Regions from separate parts of the Mus musculus genome. Here region 1 is linked to region 2. Evidence: chromatin contacts called from public HiChIP or PLAC-seq data. All regions are on one chromosome and are shown on one strand. The core of a region is the stretch at or near the end of the contact, and the rest is flanking DNA. Distances in the headings are between cores, read along the strand shown.

Region 1 (6,411 bases), core at 330-2,829, 160 kb before region 2:
CCAGGTCCTGAGATGAAATCTTCCCATAATTCACCTTATTCAACAATGCTATGAAAGTGGCCTTTTCTTACTGAATGGATGAGGGAAATGAAGCCTGAGAAATTAAGTCCACAGGTCCAAAATAACTCTGCAAAGCCAGGATCCTAATCCAGAGAGGAAGAAAGTACCCTCCTCTCAGAACCCATAGTCAGTAATCTATAATAATAGCTAACTAGGAGCTAAGCACATGGCATGCATCATCTCATTTACTCCTCAGAGCATCATTTCCTTGGGTTCATGTCAATAACCATACTTGCTCATACTGCCACTGGCAACCTCGGAAATAAGCATGAAGCCCTCAAAAGATGACTGGGTCTCCCATTCAAAGCATCATATGACCACTGCAAGCACAGCAGAGATCCCACCCAGGAATGTCCTTTCCTCTGGCATGCCAGGGCCTCACTCCTACTAACCTATAGAAGTACCAGAATCATGCAATGTTGGTCATCCCAGCCTTGCCCAAACTGGGAACCTCAATTGTGGCCACACCGAGTCCTCAGACCAGTTCCAGCTGCTAACCAGTGATGTGGGGTTCTTCTCTATTGGCTTCCAGTTCCTCTCAAATGTCACCACCCACCCTAAAAGTAAGTCCTGTCTCCTTTCTGGTCTATAGTCTCTACCTGGCCTTAGTTGATTGGACCATGTGCCCTGTGGCGAGCCTTCACCAAGCATTTTGCAAGCCCAGTTTTCCTTCACCTTCACATCAGAACTTGGAGAGCAGGAACCCCTGTCATCGTGGCTCTCCTACACATGAATAAGGTTAGGTTCACTGAGACCCAGGAACTCCATGGACTTGGGCCTTCCAGTAAGTGTGATTCCATCTCCTCACACAGTGTCTCATTCTGCTTCTAGGCTTTGCCATATCACTGTGTCTTATGTGTATCATTGGCAAAGTCACCTAACTCCTTTGGACCTCAAAGGGCACCTCTAAATTCAAGTACAGATCTAAAATTCTAGGGTTCTAGCTTAACTTTAGCACAACTGTCATTATTCTTGTATTATAAGAAGTCTGGCCTTGCTTTTGTAGAGGACATTATACCCAGAGCCCTCTCCTCTCCAGGTTACTATTCCTCCTAGGGACAGTGAAACACCACTCCAAAACTGTCTCCAGCAACTCATATCTGTAGCCATGCTAAAGGAAAGACGCCCTTACTGGCTATGTTTACCTCACTGAGTTCTCAACTTTGGCTGCATACTAGTAAAAGTAGAGTATAGGAATAGACTATCCCAGACCAATGCAATCAGAATCTCTGTCTTAGTTACTGTGCTGGCTAGTTTTACATCAACTTGACACAGGCTAAAGTCATCTGGAAGGAGGGAACCTCAATTGAGAAAATGTCTCCAAAGGTCCAACCGTATGGCATTTTCTTAATTAGTGATTGATAGGATGGGTCCAGCCTATGATTGGTAAGATCATCCATGGGCTGATGGTCCTGGGATCTATAAGAAAGCAGCCTTAGCAAGCCATGAGGAACAGAGCCAATAAGCAGCACCCTCCCTGGCCTCTGCATCAGCTCCATGTTGCTACCCTGCTTGAGTTCCTGTCCTGACTTCCTTCAATAATAAACAATGATGGGGAAGTAGAAGCCAAATAAATCATCTCCTCCCCAAGTTGCTTTTGGTCACAGTGTTTCATCACAGCATTAATAAGCCTAATGCTGTTACTATTCTAGTGCTGTGAAGAGAGACCATACCTAAGATGACTCCTATTTTTTTAAAGAAATTAAAAATCATTGCAGAGGATTAGTCCATTATCATCTTGACATAAAGGAGATAAGTGTGGTAATGGAGCAGTAGCTGAGAGGGTTAGATCCTGATCTGAAGTCAGCAGAAAGAGAAAGAGAGAGACAGAGACAGACAGAGACAGAGAGACAGAGAGAGACAGAGAGAGACAGAGAGAGACAGAGAGAGACAGAGAGAGACAGAGAGAGAGACAGAGAGAGACAGAGAGAGACAGAGAGACAGAGAGACTGGGCCTTGTGAGGGCTTTTGAATTCTCAAATCCTACCCTGAACAACATATCTCCAACAAAGACGCACCTCCTAATCCTTCCCATACAGTTCATCAACTGAGTACCAAGCATTCAAATATATGAGCCTGTGTGGGCCATTCTCATTCAAACCACCACAATCTCTTAGGTGGAACACAGAGAAAATATTTTTTTTAACTCCCAGCTAATTCGTTCTAGTTGAATTTTCCATGCACCGATACCTGAGGCTATGGAGCAAGGCTATGGAAGTAGATAGATGTATGATCTCTCCTCTGCCGTGTTCCAGCTCTGAGACTCAGATAGCTGAACCAGTCTGTCTGCACTTTACCTCCTCCATCTACAAAGCAGTAAGATTAGGGTGATACCCTTGAGAGGCAAAAGGAAACAGTACACATGACAGCAACTGATGATGGTTCTGTCGAGATCCTTGGTCCCTGCTCAGTAAGAACCAGCTGTCACACTTTCTGAACATGACCCTGATGGTCTGTGGTCTCCTTCTCTTTTCTTCTGCACATACTAAATTACAAACAGTATGAAGCCATAAGGCCACAGTGGCATGTCAGGCTCTGCCAAGTGCCATGTGTGAGACGGATAAGGCTAACAGACTCGCCAAATATTTGCACTATTGAGTTGAAATAGAGAGTACAATAAGGGAATTACTAAATAATTGCCAAGTGATTGTGATAAAGGTTATAAAGGAAACAAGAAAGGCTTTGGGGATTTAAAAACAAAGACAGGGCCTTTATCACAAGCGACTCAGAGTTTGTATCCCAGACACTTATTGCACACTTCAAAGTTTAGGTAACATTGGGTTTGTGACCTCACAATACGATCATCGGCTAATAACAAGTGTGACTCACTCTAATTCCAGACCTTTGGGGGTCAAAGACCAAGGAGGCCAAAACACTGGCCGGCTGCCAGCTGTCTCTGGGCCAAAGCAAGTAAGCTGCACCCTGGGCTTGGCCCGCATGCTCCATTCCATGCACTTAGACAGTAAGTGTTTCTCTTACAGCTGCTGCAAGAAGGTCCAAAATCCCTTCTCACACAGTTATTCAAAAGCATGCCCATCTAAGCTTTACTTGCCATGCTCCAAGGATCTCTCTTAGTCTTTACCTTTGCATAAGAAAATGTAGTCTAAAATCACAAGGGAAATAGTAAGCTATGTTCCTCTTCCCAAGAGTTTTAGGGGTGGCGGTGGTTAGGAGATGGGCCCTAGATGACAGTGTCTGTTTAATAGAACGTAAAGAGAGGTTCAAAGAGGAAGAAGCTAAAGGAGTCATAGAATACAGGGGCTAAGCATGTCTGAATAGGCATACTATGTACCTAACCCTTAGATGTTTCCCCAAGGGGAGTATGGTCCCTGAACTAAAAGGTCAGAGAAACCCCACTGTGGAGACCTCACGCTAAGACTAAATCCCTAGAAGTACCTATGGCTCTGATGCAGACAGGCAGAGGGGAGTGGAGTCCAAGGCCTTTGGGACTTGCCATTCTCTCAGGGCAATCACACCTAGTCCAGCTATTCAGGGATGCAATGTATTTTGGAGACATCTATAATTCCAATCAAGTGTCCCAAGACAGACTAAGGTCTCAGACAGGTCACATTTATCCCCACACTTAATAACTCAGTAAGACTGACTTCTGAGGCTCATAGTGTTCTTATATTAGTCAGTTCTCTCTTACTGTGGCAATACACCTAAAGGAAACCCACTTCAAGGAAAAGAGTGATTAGGGCTCATAGTGTGTCATAGTGTGTTCACAACCCTCCATAATTCCAGTTCCAGGGGATCTGAAGCCCTCTTCTGGCCTCCATCGGCACCAGTCACACCTGTGGTATACAAATGTGCATGCAGGCAAAATACCCATGCACATAAAATAGAAAATAAAATATTATTCAAAGGTGGGGGAGGGACAGGGATAGATGCTGATTTCATCAAACAGATACTCCAAGAATTCTGTGGCTTTGTTAAATGAGAGATGAAACTCAGGACTGATAAGGTGGCTTTGTGATTAAGCACTGACTTCACAGGCCTAAATCTCTGAATTTGGTCCCCAATACTCACGAAAAGGTGTAAAAAGGTAACCCCAAAAAAACTAAGTCAAAAAAGTTGAATGAGGACAAAGGCACAGTCATAAAAGAAGATATAAATTTATTTATATGATAGCATGTCAACTCTATCATAAGTTAGTTTTTTATTGTAGTAGAAAAGCATATAAAATGTGACTGTGATGGAAAAGTATATAAAATATAATAAATTATAATATATAATAGAAATATAAGACCCAAACATAATAAAAACATAAGACCCCCCAAAAAAAAGTTGTCCTCTAACTTGCAAACATGTGTCATGGTACAAACACACACACACACACACACACACACACACACACGTAATACTACTACTAATAATAATAATTTTATTTTAAAAAATGAAGAAGGAAACCAAAATAAATAAATAAAAATCATACTGAAAACTCCTGGACATTTCCCTGTGCTTCCCCCACAGTCCCTGAAAGTGAATTCCAAAAGGTTAAGTGTGGTTTCACTACAAGTGTGGGTGTCAGTTTCATCAAGAAGGGAAGAAAAAGCCACTCACGGTGAACGTTGAGTCCTCACTCAAAACCACAAGAGAAGAAAATGAAATACAGCAGAGCAAACTCTGTGCTAAGAGACTCAGGGCCGATAGTTTCTTTTGCCTGTTTGCTTGTTCAGTCCATGTATCAGACCAATTGACTGTTGATTCAGCCAAGCCTAAGCTTCTAGGTCCAGGCATTTCTCTAAGGTCTGAGAAATCAGAGATAAAGAAGAGCCTGGAACTTTTGTTTCTAGCCATAACACATTAATGGCTAAACATCACAGTTCTATGTGACCTTGTCACTGTAAAACTAGACAACATACATGCAGTATCTACTTTGCTCACTTAATAGCAGCCCACACAGAACTTTGATCCTAAAAAGAAGTAAGTATCCAGCTTCTGTTCCCCCTTTACCACCCTTTTCTACCCATCTAGTTTCCTAACGGGAACTCTAGAAAGAGGAACCCAAAAGACAGCGCAGACTGTCTACAAGGTGAGTGCTTACCCACCTTGGGTTTGGGGGCTATGGTGTTAAGCTTGTATTAGTCAACTGGACACCATCTGGAGTCACCTGGGAAGGGAGTTTCAGTGGGGTACTGTCTAGATTAGGTTGGTCTATAGGCATGTATGGGAGAGATTTTCTTAACTGGGTTAATTGAAATGGGAAGACCCACCTTGAAAGTGTGTCACACCATTTCACAGGCTGGCTCTGGACTGTAAGGAAAGGAGAGAGCTTGCCAAGAACTGGTAAACATGCACTGTTTCACCCCTCTGTGCTCTTAACTTGTGGATGTGATCCACAGTTGCTTCAACAGTCACCTTGACATTCCCTGCAGAGATGAACCGTAACCTGGAGTGTGTGTGGGGTGGGGGGGAGGCAAATGAACCTTCCTTTCTATTTTAAGTTGTTTTTGTCAAAGTATTTCCATCTTTAACCTAATGATGCCTATCCCATAAGATATCCCATCAGAGGCTGTTGAGGTATTCATGGAGAAGCACACAAAGAAGGATGCTGGAGATGGAGAAGAAGGAGCTACAGAGATATTCAGACGGGACTAGGTACATACAGAAGTGTTGTTTAAAATGACTTAATGTTAAAATGTTTAAATGTAGAATCCTAGCAGCTTACCTACTACAGGGATAAAATGAAGCTATCACAAGCCATCACATAGTCAGGTCGCTGTAACCCTAGGAACAACAGAAAGGCCACATTTAGGAGTAGCCTACACTACATTGTACTTATCCCTATAAAGCATACCGTGAGGAGAAAGTTCAGTCGTGGAATATTTGTTTGGTATGCAAAAGCTTCAGTCCCTAGCCCTGGGGTGAACAAAGAAGCCTGGCATCTGATAAATTCTGACAGAATAAAAGAAAGACAGACAAACACCAACAATACAAAGTGATGGTTTGAATGAGAGTGACCTAAAAAACTCATATATTTGAGAGCATAGATTCCAGTTGGTAGAACTATTTGGGAAGGCTAGGAGATGTGAGTGGACTTGTTGGAGGATATGGGCCACTGGAAATGGGCTTTGAGAATAAAAAGAAAAAACTCATTCCCTGTTAGCTTGTTCTATCATTATCTGTCTGTCTGCTGCCTTCTTGCCCCCGCCCCCCCCCTCTCTTCTTCCCTCTATGTCTCAAGCTTACTTGCAAACTAGGATAAATATATCCTACTATACACTACTGCTACTGCTCTAGCACCATGCCTAACTATCTGCTACCATGCTACTCTTAATGATAGTCATAGCAAACAATGGTAGAAATAACTTCTAACTGCTTAACACATCTTAACACAGTTGATGAAAG
Region 2 (6,706 bases), core at 439-2,938:
CTCAGTCCAACTCACAACAGCGGTCTCAAACAAAGGAGTACTTACCAGCCTATCTTAGTGCGCCTGCTCTTTCTATAGACCCAAGAGGCACAATGGCCACAAGGTTGCGCCCCTCTGCTGCCTCTGAGCAACTGCTAGGTAGGCCACAAGGCAGACCCAACCCTGACATCTGTACTCCTGGCCGAGGACTCAGGCCCTCTCGGTGAAGCCTCCCAACACTGGAGTGTTGAAAAGGCTGGGAGGAGCTGACACAGACTGGAGTTGCTCAAGCCCGGGGCTGCACAGAAGGATCCACTGGTTGCAAAATGCCACAATGAAGCATTGTGTCGGGGGCAGAAATCACAGCACCCACATCAGCCCCCTCAGCTGCCCACAGAGACCCAATCAGCAGACTCCAGTCACACACCCAAGTTTGTGTGTGTTGGCTAAAAGTAACCTGCCCAGCCCAACCACTTCCCACCTGGGTAGCCTTGAGCAAGGTAACAAGACTTCTCTCTGCCTCCATTTCCTGGAAAGGAGACAAGGACAGACACTTAGGATTGCCCTATGGGTTCCACGTCCATGAGATCCACACTTGGGAAAAGGTTGATTACTGAGAGAAGGTAGCTGTCATCAACCTATGCCACAAACATTCCCTGAGAACCTTCTAGGGCCAGCCCCTGGACTGTAAAACCAGGAGTGGAACATGGAGCGTTTGCTCAGCCCTCCCCTGCAGGGATCACCATCCACTGGGGAAAACACACTCAGAACTGCCAGAGAGATGAGGAGGAGGAAACTAGGCAGCAAAGGTGGAGGACGACAGACTCCCTGGGCTGCCTAAATGGGCTGCTTCGCCAAGGAGGAGACTGAAAGGAGCCACACAGAACTGAATGGACTCGACTCAGAGGTCAGGATGGGTCCAGGGCTCCCCGTGTACATTCTCATCCAAGTACCGAGGCTACAGGGCCATGAGGGGTCAGGCAGGACCCCAATGGCAAATGCTAACCATTTACCACCTCCTCAGCTCTGCTCCAATCTTCAGCACACAAGTAAGGGAGCCCCACACCATGGTAAGCAAAGCACAGAGGGAGCAAGTGACTGCCGACCGAGTTCCTCTGGGAACCCACATTGCAACCAGATTTTCCAGTTGCGGGCTGTGCAGACTCAAGCCCCCAAGAGGTCTCATCTCTGCACAGTGCCTGCCAGCCTCACCAACATCTGAGCGCCTAACATATCCTGAAAGGAAAGAAAGAAAAAAAAAAAATGGATTTCCTTCTTCTAACTCAGCTTCATTAATTACAATGCAAGTCCAACACATCAGAGAAGCAGCAGTCCCCCAAAAGTTTAGGGCAGAAAAACCTGGCTGGACAAGGAGTTCAAACGCCCCATTTCAATGATGAGAACATTAAGCCCCGGAAGAGAAAGCCGACTATCCAAGGTCAGGGAGCAAACCCGGAGGGAGCCAAAACAGAAAGCCGGCTCGGCGCGGCCCGGCCCGGCGTCTCCCACCGTACCTGGCCTCGGGCTTGGGCAGCAGGCTCCCCGATCTCTGCCCTCTGGCCTTGGGGTTCCTTTACCCCAGAAATCACCCGCCCTGCCCTGCAGATCCCACGCCTGACGCGTGGGGCGGGAAGAGGTCACCCGAGCCTGAGCGGAGGGACGCGCACGCAGGCCCCGCGGCCCCAACCCCCGAGCGCGGGAGCGCGGACGCGCGGGCACGCGCACGGCTCGCGCACACTCACCGCCGCGCTGCCGCCCGGGCCGCTCAGGGTCAGAGGTTCCATGCCCCTTGTACGCCGCGGCGTCCCGGCGCCGCCGCCCCCGCCGTCCCCGCGCGCCCTTTTTGGGGCGCGTCGCCCCAGCCGGTCTCCGCCGAGTCGCCCTACGGCAGGAGCGTCTCTCGGGCCGAGCCCGGAGCGTTTCATCAGCCACGCTCCCCCAGGGCGCCGGTAGGGGCCCTGCGCCCGCCACGTGCATGAGATCTGAGCTCGTCCCTGCAGTGAAGGAGCGGGGCGGGGAGGCCTGTCCCGAGTGACAAAGTCATGGGATCCGATGCATGAGGCACACTCGGGACCAGAAGTTTCTTCCAGGCTTGTTTTTAATGAAAAACGGTGTTCAGTATTGAAAGCGTCGGTGTAGTCTCCACTTTGTATCTGCGTTTTCTTTAAAAATCTTTAGTTGAGACAGTGCTGTGAAATTGTGTGAGATCTTTACGAAATAATGTGTGAGGTGTTCAAACACACACTTGCACACCCCGCTCCTTGAGATTTAAAAGGATCTGTGATGGCCTGCTTCTTTTTCCAGGTAAATCACTAGTCTTGGGTTCACCTTGGTGGGTTGTTCTGACAACAGCAGACCTGGCTAACTACATGTACTTTTCTTTGGAGTACGTGTTTATATCCTATTAGCCACCAAACATTGTCTTTCAACAAAGACGGTGGGCACTTGGTTGCTGCACCAACAGCCTGGTTTCTTTTTCAGGGGATCGATGAATGCACAGGTGGTTCCCACCCTTGCTTACAGGAAGGACTAGGGCAGTACATGCCACTGCCCTTGTCTCTACAAGTGGTCTTGTACACACAGAGAGACACAAACACATTTCTTCCTTTTAACAACTCTTGAGGACTTCCAGACCACAGGACTTACATGTGCCTGCAGGATGTTTCCAGGCAGCGAGAATGAATTGAAAACCCAAATTAGCATATCCCATGGAGGTGCCCACGGGGACAAGTGAGGATCAAGGTGGCAGGCTACTGAAAATGAACTTATCTGTGAGCAAATCAGCACTGAGTACCTGCTCTGTGCCAGCCTTGCCCTGGGCAGTAGAAAACAGTTCGTGGGAGCCTCCCATGTAGTTTGATCAACTTGCTAAACAGTAATGTAGAGGCCTGGGAACAAAAGACCCAAGGGTGCTGAGACTTCTAAATGCTGACCCGGCTATTGAAAAGGAAACAGCAACAAGCTGTGGCCTAGCCCCGCCCCACCCCCAACCCTGCCTGTGAAGCAACCCTCCTCAATGTCAGAGATGCCCTACTGCCTTCCCACCAGCCTGTCTTCACTCTCCACGGGCCAGCAGTTTTAGGTCGACACACCAGCCTCCTACAGGTACACAAACGGAACTTGGGAAGCGGCGGACAGAGCTGTACTGGTGCACTATGTAGCTGCCTGTGTGCTTGGACAGCTCTGCCCACTCATTCAGGAAAGTCAGGGACTCCTGCTGATGTGAGAGGCTGCAAGGGCGAAACGTTGAGTACTTAGTGTTCTGACTAGCAAGTGCACCCTTGCAGCAACACAAGTGTTTGCATACCTGAAATCCTGGGATAGGGGCGGGGGTGGGGGCCGGAATTCAAGGACATTACAACCAGGGAAACAGACTGCAGAGCTGACTTTAGTAGTGACTGCTTGATGGGAGTCTCGGGCATTTGTGAGGATTTCGATGTGCACTACCTGCAGCCTACACCGGATGAGTCACTGCCCTCTCTCCAAACCCCAAGCTCCATAAATAGAGCACCTCTCACTTCCTCCTGCCCTCCATTCTTTCACTTCCAGGTCCCAGTGTTTGCCTCAGGTCTTCCCTGTCCATCTGGAAGATCAGTGCCAAACCCATTCTCATCACCTGACCGGCCTATTCTTGGGTCTTGGGTGACAGGGCCCTACTTCTGAGAGCCCTGTCCTGCCCTAGGCCAAGGGCTGTCCTCCTCACTGGTTCCCATTCAACCTACAGTTATCCCTATTATGACCACTGGCTCATTCTTTCCCTGACAGCACAAACTTCGAGTCCTAAGGCCATTACATAGCTACCCAGTGCCCAACGGACAGGCTTTTGTTAAACACATCTTAATACATGGATGAAGTAAAAGAATTCTCCCCAGAATGGACAGAATTTCCAGAAATGCAGCAGCAGCAGCAGCAGCAGCAGCAGCAGCAGCAGATGGGATCGGAGGGAGCTTCAGAGAGCACCTGAAGAGCTAACTGGGCTGCCAGTTACATTCACTGACTTTCTAGCTTTCTTGCCATGGGCTGAACAAACTGATCAGATCACACAGCAGCTCTGGCTCACAAGAGCTGAGAGTCACACATTCAAATGCAACTCTGCCACTAATTATCTGTCCTTGAATAAGTGAACTTCATCCCTCTAAGGCTGTCTCCTAATTTATGCAATCTAATACTACTGCAGACATGGAGTATACAGCATGTATATCAACACCTTAAATTAGTATTAATGCATTAATACACAAACTATTCAAAAACGTATTTATTATAAAAGGTACCACCGCTAGTGGCTCCCTATCTGTTCAACTCTTGGAAGTGGTGTGACCTGGTAAACTCCACTATGAGATGTGATATGACAGCAGGTGAGAGCACAGAACTAGACACAGAGCTGTTGTCCTTGCCAAGTGTTCTGGGAGGCAAACAACATATCTGTCAGAAAACTGAGTCAAACTCCTTGGTACCTGTCAGGAAAGGCAACAATCCCCCCAGGGTACTCAAGGTGCAGAAAGCTAAGTGTCAGGGACAGGTAACAGACAAATGGAGTGAGGCCACAAGACAGTAACTGTATGGCTGTGCAGAGGATTCAGCTAGTGTGTGGGTCTCTTTTCATCCTTAAAATTAGGAAGGCAGCAAGCAGCCTGTGGTGGTTTGAGTAGGTACAGCCTCCGTAGATTCACGTTTGAATGCTTGGCCCAGAGGCAGTGGCACTGTTAGGAGATGTGGCCTTGTTAAAGTAGGTGTGGCCTTGAGGAAGGTCTCCTATGCTCAGACTACACAGTGACAGTCTCTCCCTGCTGCCTGAGGATCAGGATATAGAACTTTCGCCGGGCGGTGGTGGCACACGCTTTTAATCCCAACAGAGGCAGAGGCAAGCAGATTTCTGAGTTCAAGGCCAGCCTGGTCTACAAAGTGAGTTCCAGGACAGCCAGGGCTATACAGAGAAATCATGTCTCGAAAAACCAAACCAAACCAAACCAAACCAAACAAAAAAGATAGAGAACTTTCAGTTCCTTCAATGTAAGCATGTCTGCCTACAGGCTGCTGTTTCCCTCCATGACAATAATGGACTGAACCTCTGAAACTGTAAGCCAAACCTAATTAAATGTTCTGGTTTGAGTATGTTTGGCCCAGGGAGTGGCACTATTTGGAGGTGTGGCCTTGGAGTAGGTGTAACACTGGGCATGGGCTGTGAGACACACTTCCTAGTTGCCTGGAAGCTAGGCTTCTGTTTGACTTCGAAACAAGATGTAGAACTCTCAGCTCTTCCAGTACCATACCTGCCTGGAAGCTATGCCGTGCTCCCACCTTGATAATGGACTGAACCTCTGAATCTGTAAGCCAGCCCCAGTTAAATGCTGTCTAACAGTTGCCTTAGTCATGGTGTCCACAGCAGTAAAACCCTAAGACAGTTATGGTCTCCCTTCACAGCAAAATCCTTAAAATCCTAAGACAGCCCCTTCGTGGGCACTGGACTAGCAACCCAGCTTCTTTTCTGGTGTTATCTGCAGCTGTTGCCAACTGGGCTAGAATGCTGCCACTTTTTTGTTATTTCCAAGTAGAAAAGGTTGGAGGTGGGTGACCTCTGTCAGTTATTCCTCCCAACAAAGTAAACACATCCTTAAAGTTCACACTCGATGCAGAAGCTAGCCAAAATCACTTGACATTAAGAGACAGAGAAGCAAATATTGACACAATATTCTGGCCAGCATCTTCCCCAGAAAACACTAGCCAAATCTTTTCATAAAGACGGTGCCCAGTCTGCCTGTTTGCACAGGCAGGAAACAAAGAACAAAGCGAGAATAAACTACCTGGTGGCACACAAGCTTTTACAGGAACTCCAGAGCCATTGAAGTGATAGGAGGCAAACTGACAGGAAAAAAAAAAAAAAAAAAAAAAAAAAAACTCTTGGCATCTGCCACATTGTTCCTAAACTCTGGAGAGGAGAGTAGAAATGACATATAACTCATAAAAGCTGCATTTGTGGAAGGAAGCTTCAGCTGGCTTTTGGTGCTATCAATCATCTTGAGTGGCAACAGGTCCAATGTGCCCAGAAGTGCAGAACTAAACTATTGCAGGCTTTGTTTCCCTGGCAGGTGAATGGAGACAACAGTATACAAATCACGCTTCAATTGGGAGCTTGGCAGCTTCTGGCTTGCAACACACAATACCGCTCCGAACTGACTCTTTGTTTCATGACCTCTGACATCCTGCAAGCCTCTAGGCCTGCATTTTCTCATGCATGGAGATGGGATCACATCTCTAACTTGCAGAATCTAAAAACCTCATAAAAAAAAAAAAAAAAAAAAAAAAAAAAGTGAGCCTCCAGACTAGTTGCTCGCAGAGATTAGGATGTGGAGTGTAAATTACTTCATCTCTCTTGAGTTATCACCAATCCAAAGTGAGAGTGGCCATTCAGGGAACTGTTAAGATTGCTGTTACACAACCTGACTGTAAGCTATGTTATGTCTTCCACCAGAGAAGCTCTGATTAAGGTTAAGATAGGGCATCAACAGAAGGTTCTCATGTTTGCAACAGGTGATTGGGAAATCCTTTCCAGGAAACTGCACAATTACCCAGAGGAACCAATGAACATCACTTTTGGGGGAAGGGATGTACATAGAAAAGATACAGAACAAGAGATACAGAAAGCTTGGCAAGGACTACACAAGGCACTTAAGAATCTTGGCTCTACCACACACCCTTGCCTGGTTCCTCAATGCCCACACCTCAAATC

Evidence for each region. HiChIP or PLAC-seq counts read pairs in DNA pulled down with a chosen protein or histone mark.
Region 1: an H3K4me3 HiChIP or PLAC-seq map of bone marrow-derived macrophages shows a contact between it and region 2, with 2.3 times the contacts expected there. The contact joins the enhancer-like site here to the promoter of Tmem268 in region 2. A contact is called at or near these places in 3 of 39 promoter capture datasets (3T3-L1-derived adipocytes, hippocampal neurons and maxillary cranial neural crest) and 1 of 115 datasets of contacts at active chromatin or transcription factors (bone marrow-derived macrophages).

What each region holds. Positions count from the first base shown.
Region 1 is chr4:63,714,634-63,721,044 of GRCm38.p6, reverse strand. The region is part of intron 1 of Gm42294 (a long non-coding RNA gene); the gene reads right to left. Among named protein-coding and RNA genes, the nearest start is that of Gm42294, 21 kb to the right of the region's middle. Within about 2 kb of position 1,579, at least 25 of the 459 cell types and tissues checked have an H3K27ac peak or open chromatin away from gene starts, as enhancers often do. A contact at or near this core is called in bone marrow-derived macrophages, where this site is marked.
Region 2 is chr4:63,553,745-63,560,450 of GRCm38.p6, reverse strand. It overlaps Tmem268 (transmembrane protein 268), which reads right to left and starts at 1,688. Exons shown (of 10, transcript NM_001356354.1): 1 at 1,494-1,688.